3 separate regions of the Ovis aries genome follow, and regions 1 and 3 are each linked to region 2. Evidence: chromatin contacts called from public Hi-C data. All regions are on one chromosome and are shown on one strand. Each heading gives the region's core, a stretch centred on a gene start, on an enhancer-like site or on the middle of the called end of the contact. The rest is flanking DNA. Distances are from core to core; before and after follow the strand shown. Region 1 holds the start of ZCCHC8 (zinc finger CCHC-type containing 8). Region 2 holds the start of DENR (density regulated re-initiation and release factor). Region 3 holds the start of KNTC1 (kinetochore associated 1).

Region 1 (2,700 bases), core at 59-2,558, 190 kb after region 2:
CTGAACTTGGGCTTCCCAAGTTCAGCTGGTAGCTCAGCGGGTAAAGAATCTGCCTGCAATGCAGGAGACCCCCAGTTCCATTCCTGGGTCCAGAAAATCCCCTGGAGAAGGGATAGGCTACCCACTCCAGTATTCTTGGGCTTCCCTTGTGACTCAGCTGGTAAAGACTTGGCTCACAATGCGAGAGACCTGTGTTCAATCCATAGGTTGGGAGATCCCTTGGAGAAGGGAATGCTACCCACTTCAGTATTCTGGCCGGGAGAATTCCATGGACAAAGGAGCCTGGCAGGCTACAGTCCATAGGGTCCCAAAGGTGGAAACTACTTGGCGACTTTCACTTTTCTTTTGTTTCTTTTGCTAGACTGCACCCCCTGTGAAAGCAGGGCCATCTCTATTTCGCTCACTCTTGCATCCTCAGCCCCTAGAACAGTGCCTGGCACACAGAACTCGGTAAATAAATGTTGAATGAAAGAGTGATGCTGCGAAGTCGCTTCTGTCGTGTCTGTGCGACCCCATAGACGACAGCCCACCAGGCTCCCCTGTCCCTGGAATTCTCCAGGCAAGAACACTGGAGTGGGTTGCCATTTCCTTCTCCAATGCATGAAAGTGAAAAGCGAAAGTGAAGCCGCTCAGTTGTGTCTGACTCTTAGCGACCCCATGGCCTGCAGCCTACCAGGCTCCTCCGTCCATGGGATTTTCTCGGCAAGAGTACTGGAGTGGGCTGATTGAAGGAGAGATACCACCAAAAGCTTCTAGGGACAAATCTAAAATAATTTAAAATCAAGCTAGCTTTTTATGAAAAAGTGAAACAAGTCCAATCAACTGAAGTACCTTCTCCAAGAACAAAAAAGGTAGTCTGTGGCAAAACTGGAGTTCCTTATTGCTGTTTGGGACGAACACCAGAATCTGTGACAATCCATGCATCGTGCTCTTTTTTTTTTTTTTTCTGCTTTTGAGGCAAAACCGGGACAACTCGCTTTGTAACACTTTCTGATCTGGTTCGGCTTTTTTCACGTTAAAACCAACCGATCCCAGTATGCAATGCAAACAATGAGTTAACAGTCGCCTAGAAACCACATATCCCAGAATGCCATGGTCCCAAGCAATTTCAGAAGTGGGTAAAGGAGACGCCACTGCATTCTGGGAGTTGTAGTCTCACAGGACTGGCCCGCCCCTTGTGCAACTTCGGCGGCCTACGTTTGGAGGAAACGCTGCTTGGGTGGCTTAGCGCGTTGGGGGCAGTAGAGAGCGGTTCCGCCCAACAAAACCTTCGCCTCCGGCCTGGTGGCCAGCTCCGCCTCTTCTCGTATCTTTCCCACAGCCCAAAATGGCGGCGGAGGTGGATTTTGGCGACTTAGAGCTGTTCGAGGCGTTTGACCACCCCGAGGAGTCGACTCCGAAGCCCGTTCATACCCGCTTCAAGGACGACAATGGCGACGAGGAGGACGAGAATGGGACTGGCGACGCGGAGCTGCGGGAACGGCTTCGGCAGTGCGAGGAAACCATCGAGCAGCTCCGCGCCGAGAATATCCTTCCCGTTCGCTGGGCCCTGTCACCGGGGCTTGTGGTGGGGCCCGTGCCGGGAGGGCTCAGGCGGAAATTCCACAAGGGCCAGAATTCAGCCTGAGAATCTAGGGTTCAGGTTGCGTAAGCTGTCCTCGAGGCCTCGGCGCAGACCTCTCTCCTTGTGGGATTCGTCTCCTCGACCTCATTCGCTTCTCCCGTCCGCGAGTCTGGGGCGGGATTTTAGCGCTATTCCGGACTGTTTGAACTGTTCAGTTATAGACTGTTCACCACGTCTCTTCCCGTCTTTTGAGTCATTATCCGGTCTCCTTTTTCGGAACCAGTGTAAAGTTGATGCAGACACGCTGTGTGGTGTATTAGGCGATACCGGCTACTTTGACCTGGGCGCAGATGTGTTTTTAAGGCGGGGCCAAAGTTAGTGGTCCTATTCTGCGGAGTTGGGGTTCCTAAGGAGCCGAGGCAGGCACAGAGAAATGGTTCATTGCCTGATGACCATTGGGGATTCATTTGAAAGTTCTTCCACTTTGAATCAGCTTCCGTGTGGAATGTGCATTACGTTTCCGTTTGATAGTTACGTGTCCACAGGCTTTCTAGTAAAATGTGTTAATATATTCTTACTGGGTGTTTGCGGGTGGGGGTTAACTTATTTTAAAATTTTTTGTTTATTTTTACTTGGCTTACAATTTTGGTTCAGGAACTGTTTTCTAGTGTAAGGTTTTCGAAGCCATTTTTTTCATAATGCCTTTTTCCTGGACATTTTATTGTGGAAAATTTCTAAAGATAGAAAAGTTGAAAGGATTTGGCGGTGAACATTCATAGATCCCATCCTAGATTTTTCATTTCTTAACAGTTTGTTATGCTGCATTTACCTTATTGAGTTATCATGATGCTTTTGACCTGGAACGTTTTCTTAAGTGGCTGTTTAACTTCTGACGGTACACCGTTGTCCGAATAGCATTTTTGGTTTCAGTCTGTTAGTCTCTTTTGAATTACATGACCCTGTCTTAGAAATACCATGTTGGAAGGGTATGTATTTTAGTTTTTTAGATCCAGGTACGAGTCCTGCAACAGAAAAGGTCAGTAAATGTGTCGTCCTCAAAACATTTATCTTTTAACTTTTGTAACGTATGTTTATAACATTGACATCAAAAGTGAGGTTAGTAGTTGAATTTTATG
Region 2 (2,700 bases), core at 177-2,676:
CACACTATACTCATACAAAACTGCTTATTTCTCCACAGACAAGCTTTTCCTTACACAGCTATTCACTTCATCTAGGATGCATTTTCCCACTCCCTCATCCAGTCATCCCTAAGAGTCAATTATCTTACAAGAAGCCCAACTTTAACGGCCAGACTGGAAAGTTACTTTGGGCTGGAATAATCTATTTACACATGTCTATTCCAACTGGACTGAAAATTTCTCCAGGCCAAGTAGCAAGACACAAGTCCCACAGGTTGGGAAAATCTGTTCATCCATGCCTCCTCTTCCCCAACTCCCAATTAAAGATTCACCAAATGACAAAGATGAAAAAATTACTTGGACCAAATGTGAAGCCACTGATCATAACGTCTAAAAATACGGTGAGTAAAAGCCATTTTCTGCCTTCCAACACTTACCTCCACAGTAAAGGACTCGAAGTGGGTAATCTGCATCTAACTTGGTGTTGCTCCTCTGGTCTCCTCTGCAATCATGCCCACCGGATTCAGAAATGTCAGCAGCCATTTCAAAACCTGTCAGAAAAGAAAATAACACAGCTTCACTATTTGGGACCAAGGCCCTGAGAGAAACACTGTTCAAGTGTAACCTTGTCTTCCAGTAGAAATCCCCCCACCCCAAATCTGTTTCAATTCTCTGCTGAATGAAAGGTAAGAAGCTGGATCCATAAAATATGAGTAATTCTGGGCACACCATTTTCCAGGAAAGCGAGCGACAACAGTGAGATTCATAGCAAATGGACCATGACAACGAGGGGCGGGGCGGGGGGGGGGCACCGGTGGAAGCAGCAGCAATGGGAAAAAAGGATGGGGATAGTGACCTCGGTGGGGGCAAGGCAAAAGGTTTAGGGGGTGATTCGGGAGGGATGCAAAGTACAACAGAGAAAGGCCACGAAGCAGCTGAAGGGGCTGGAAAAACCTACGAAGAGGGGGTGAAGAAGGGGTGGGTCGCCGGAGGCGCCCAGAGTGCAGGGTGTGGGGGCGGCTGGATGCCAAGAAAGGGACGCTTTAGAGTCGGGAGAGGGGATGGAAGTGGGAGAGGGCGGGGAGACTAGAGTCTGAGGAGATAAGAATACGGGCAAAAGAACCAGAAAGGAGCAGAATGTAACAGGACTAAGGCGACAAGGGCGGTCAGGTGTGAGGGCGCGACCTGAAGCGACAGGGGCAACCCCGGGGACACCAGAGCGGCCCATGTGGGCGGGGGTGTGGAGGCGCCCGGCCCGGCCCCCTTCCGCCGGACAGCACCTCAGCTTCCTCACGCTCTCTACAAGCTTCTCCGAAGCGGGAGAGGCACGAGGGGTTATTACCCAGGCGGTCGCACAGCCTCCACCGCCTCCGCTCCCGCCACTACCGCCAGCTGAAGCGACACATGCGATTCCTCTTCTCCAGCCAGAGCCGCCCGAGAGCGCGTCTACCAGCGGCGGTCCCGCGAGATAATAAGCCTTTATCGCGAGACTCAGTGGCCGCCGGGCGGCTGTCGCGAGAAGCCTGAAGGCTGGGGCGGGGAGGAATTGGAGAGCATGCGCATTTCGCTCAGGGGCGGGGCCAAGCAGCCTAGAGGCTGACAGCCAGTAGGCGGTGCTCGTTACTTGTGGGAGAGGGTGGGTGGTCCGCGGTCGCGGCGCGAAAGGGGGCGCTCTTTGGAAAGCGAAGACTGCTTACTGCTTGCTGCTGAGGCGGGGACGTGGCCGTGGCCCTGGGGTCTGGAGTGCCTCCTTCAGTCCTGACTAACCTCCAGCCTATTGGATGTCATTCCTCCGCGGGGAGATTGCAACTGGAAAATGCGTTTGGTTTAATTTCAACGACCTGCCCTATATTGGCGGAATTCTTTTTAAAAAGACAGTGTCAATGCTATTCCATTTTTCTCATTGTCCTGCAATTTCACCAACCTAACAACTATTTTCACAGCTTCCTGGTGTTTACTGATCCTTATATATGTTTTAAATTGGAATTAAACTCTCCCACGTCACTGTAGACTAAAGAAGTATTCACAACCTCAAGATTGCGAGTTAGGTTTTACTTGGCTGGAATTTTAGGGCTTCAAGCCTAGGAGGCAGCTTCTCAAGTTAACCCTGAGAGAACTGTTCTGGGGAGGACAGAAGCCAGGATATATAGGCATTTTGCAGCAAGGAGCAGGTAGTCTGAAAACCAAAAGATTATTGTTAATTAAAGAAAATCAGGTATGTCAAGTAAAGAAATTAAGTGATTTTTCTGTGTGAGAGTAGATGCAGGAGTCTGGGCTTACTGAAATCTTTCCTTTAATATACACGTCAGCTACCTGGGGCCAATATCCTGTGTTTTCCCATCCTGAGTTTCCTCAGTGCTCATTGTAGGGAGTAGCTGTAGTCTGATGACTGCTAGATGGCAGGTAGTTTTTTCCTTCCCAAGTTCCCTCAGGGTTCACCAGCTCATAGTTTGGTGGTGATGATGACTGTGACATCCTTTGTTTACTGATACTGCAGGAAATAGTCCATTTCTCATCAGGTTTTCACTCACGGTGTGTCTTGGCTTTGCTTCCATCTAGTTGTTTCATTTTGGGAAAAACCCTTCGTATCCATTTTCAGCCTGAGTCCTATTTAGGAAATGGGAATAACACTACAACAGTTGAAGAGATGTGGGTTAGGGAAATGGAGACCAAAAGTGCTTTGTAGATGTTGGAGGTGGTTCTTTTCTATTTTGCTGTTTC
Region 3 (2,700 bases), core at 26-2,525, 170 kb after region 2:
GCTTGGTTTCATGGCAAGCACTCACTTTTAAGTGCAGCTAATCCACTACTGTATTGGTGGAAGAAGGTAACATTTGAGCTAGTATTTAAGGTTACAGGAGCTTCTTAAATATTGGAAGAGCTCTTACTAGGAGTGTAAGCAAGGGCACGAAAACAAGGCACATTAGAATAGACAATAATTTTAGTGGCTGTGTTTGGGCAGGAATTGGGAGGAGATTAAGACAGGCTGAAGTAAACACTTCTATGAGTTTCAGAGTCCCACCATCTGTAAGAACAGAGAAATATTATCAGCCTCCCAGGTATGTCACACTCGTTTGACAAACGTTTACTGAATGTCTACTATGTGTCAGGCACTGTTTTGAGAGCTGGGAATACATCTGTGAAGAAGACAGAAAAGGTCTTTGTCATTATGAAATTCAAATCCCATAGGAAAGACAGACAAAAATAAATGGGGTATTGAGTAGGCAAGACAGTTTGAATGTATTACTCATTTAATCTGCACAACAATCCATTTTACAGCTGAGAAGCATGAATCAGGGACTAAATAAAGGGCCATGGACACCTAAAATGAGTTAACGATGTCGCTAGACAAGATTCAAATTCATGCCAGTTACTGTTATACTGCTTCCCTATTAAAAAAAAAAAATAAGTAAACGCACAACTACAAACAATGCTCAGGTGAATGGGGGGTGGCGTGTAAAAAAATCTGGGCAGGGAAAGAGAAGACAACTGAGCTGAGATCCGAATAACAAGACAAGGCAACTATGTAAGGCTCTGGGGACACAAAGATGCAGGCCGAATATCAAAGATGCAAAGGGTGGAATGAGTTTGGAGCTGCTGAAGGGCCATATGAAGAATGGGATATTTCGGGGGCTAAACCAACAGGTGGAACCAATGAATCCCTGATTACAAGATTGGCTTTCATCCTCAGTGCTAGGGTGGAAATACTAAGTAGGCCTGTGATGTGATTAAGTTTGAGATTATACTGGGTGCTGAGTGAACACATAAACGAATTAAACGAAATGAAAGTTTCAAATAGGCCTCCTTGCTTAAGTGCTTTAAGTTAGACAAGGGCCAGCAAGAAATAACTCCAACCCATCTCCCATAGGCGTCCTAAGAGGAAAACACCCCAAACTGAGCTGAGGTTTCTATTTCGACCTAAAACCACCCCACCCCCCAGCTCCTATAGTAGCGTGGCTCCCCCTCCTCACCTGCAATTGAAGAAATTAAACACTCAAAATTACCTCACCCGCATCCACGCTCCCACAACCGCTCCTAAAGTCTTAAGGGTCTTTGCCACAGGTTTAAATTGGCGGGAGAAAACCAAGCCCAACCCCTTCTACGGCGACCAGGGGAGGCCAAGATTGCTCTAGAAGAGAAATAGGAAGTCGCCCCACCCTAAATTCCACCAGTTCTGAAACCACGCAGAGCCTTCTGTGGTACGTCCTTGGCCCCGCCCTCTCCCCGCCTTACCCGCTCCTTCAAAAGAACAACCAATCACCGTCTAACCTCGTTGCTACAGAAACTCTTATCCCCACCCCTTTTCCTCCCAGCAAGCTGTGCTGTGCGCCGTGCCTTTTCCCCTTTGTGCCATCCGGGTCTCTTGCGCGAGCGATTCAGTCTGTGGCGAAGCGTCGAAGCGGCCAGTACTGTGAAAAGTGGCAAGTGGAGGCGCCGCCGTTGCGGCCAAGACTCTGGACTATGGCGGTGGGTGCCAAATTTGAGTTTAAAATCGTGGATAGTTTCCTGTTACTCTCCAAACAAGGGATGAGCGGCTTCCAGGGCTGTTGTCCGCGCTTATGTGTGGACAAAATGGCGCCTTGGCCTTCTTCTGCGCCCGCCATCATGGCTGGCTGCTGTAGGGAGGGGGAAATAAGGCGCTGTTGTTGGGGGTGGGGAGCAGCAGGGAGTGTCTTTTTTTTTTTTTCCAGAACTTTCCTGCCTCTTTCCCAGTATTTTGTTCTTTTGGCTCACAGGACTGACTGCAGTTTAGCTTACTCACTAGTTAGTGGGTTTATTGAATTTCGTTAAAGCTTGGGCATTTATGTTCGCAGTGGGAGAGGGCTGGGGAAAAGAGAAAAGGGATCAGGGGTCGTCTCTGAAAAGTATTGGGTCAGAAAGGCGGTGCCTGTAAGGGACAGAAGGCGAAAAGAGAGCAGTCTAGGAGCGATCATTTTGCCCACGCTCAATGAGACAATTCTAATCGCAAAATTTCAATTAGTGTTGCGTCTGCGTAAACCTTAGTTTATTCCTTAGTAAGCATCCGGGGAACGAGTTTCTGGAAGGGAGTAGAAATTCGATTTAATTAGGAGAAGACTTTGAAACTACGAATTCGGACTGATGATGCTCCGTTTTGAAGTCTTTGAGAAACAAGCCCTATCATTGCCGTTGTTATTTTAAATTTGAGTCCTTCATTGGCCCGTTTAATTTTAAATGAAAATTAGAATTTTTCAATTACCTCTTGTGTAAAATAAGCCTACTTTGGATATGATACCCAATCCAGATGGATCGCATTATTGTGGGAATATTTTGTTTTACTGTACCCGGTTAAAAGAAAATTGCAAACATTTTGCATCCTTTTCCACTGATTAAAAAGTTGTTTTCTCGCTTTTGAAAATAAATAGGATCATATATAGAAAAACTGGTAGTTTACTCAGCCTAATCATTGGAGTACTCTATCTGGCATTAGAAATCGTTAATC

Evidence for each region. Hi-C and Micro-C count contacts between places; a contact is called where the count stands out from the background.
Region 1: a Hi-C map of tail adipose tissue shows a contact between it and region 2, with 2.4 times the contacts expected there. The contact joins the promoter of ZCCHC8 here to the promoter of DENR in region 2. A contact is called at or near these places in 2 of 16 Hi-C or Micro-C datasets (blood and tail adipose tissue).
Region 3: a Hi-C map of hypothalamus shows a contact between it and region 2, with 4 times the contacts expected there. The contact joins the promoter of KNTC1 here to the promoter of DENR in region 2. A contact is called at or near these places in 2 of 16 Hi-C or Micro-C datasets (hypothalamus and skin fibroblasts).

Annotation. Positions count from the first base shown.
Region 1 is chr17:52,981,002-52,983,701 of ARS-UI_Ramb_v3.0, forward strand. It overlaps ZCCHC8 (zinc finger CCHC-type containing 8), which reads left to right and starts at 1,309. Exons shown (of 14, transcript XM_004017335.6): 1 at 1,309-1,526. The coding sequence starts at 1,328.
Region 2 is chr17:52,790,107-52,792,806 of ARS-UI_Ramb_v3.0, forward strand. It overlaps DENR (density regulated re-initiation and release factor), which reads right to left and starts at 1,427. Exons shown (of 7, transcript XM_060400753.1): 1 at 1,260-1,427; 2 at 417-530. The coding sequence starts at 522.
Region 3 is chr17:52,958,938-52,961,637 of ARS-UI_Ramb_v3.0, forward strand. KNTC1 (kinetochore associated 1) reads right to left here and starts at 1,276. Exons shown (of 61, transcript XM_060401137.1): 1 at 1,244-1,276. It overlaps RSRC2 (arginine and serine rich coiled-coil 2), which reads left to right and starts at 1,580. Exons shown (of 10, transcript XM_012097740.5): 1 at 1,580-1,706. The coding sequence starts at 1,701.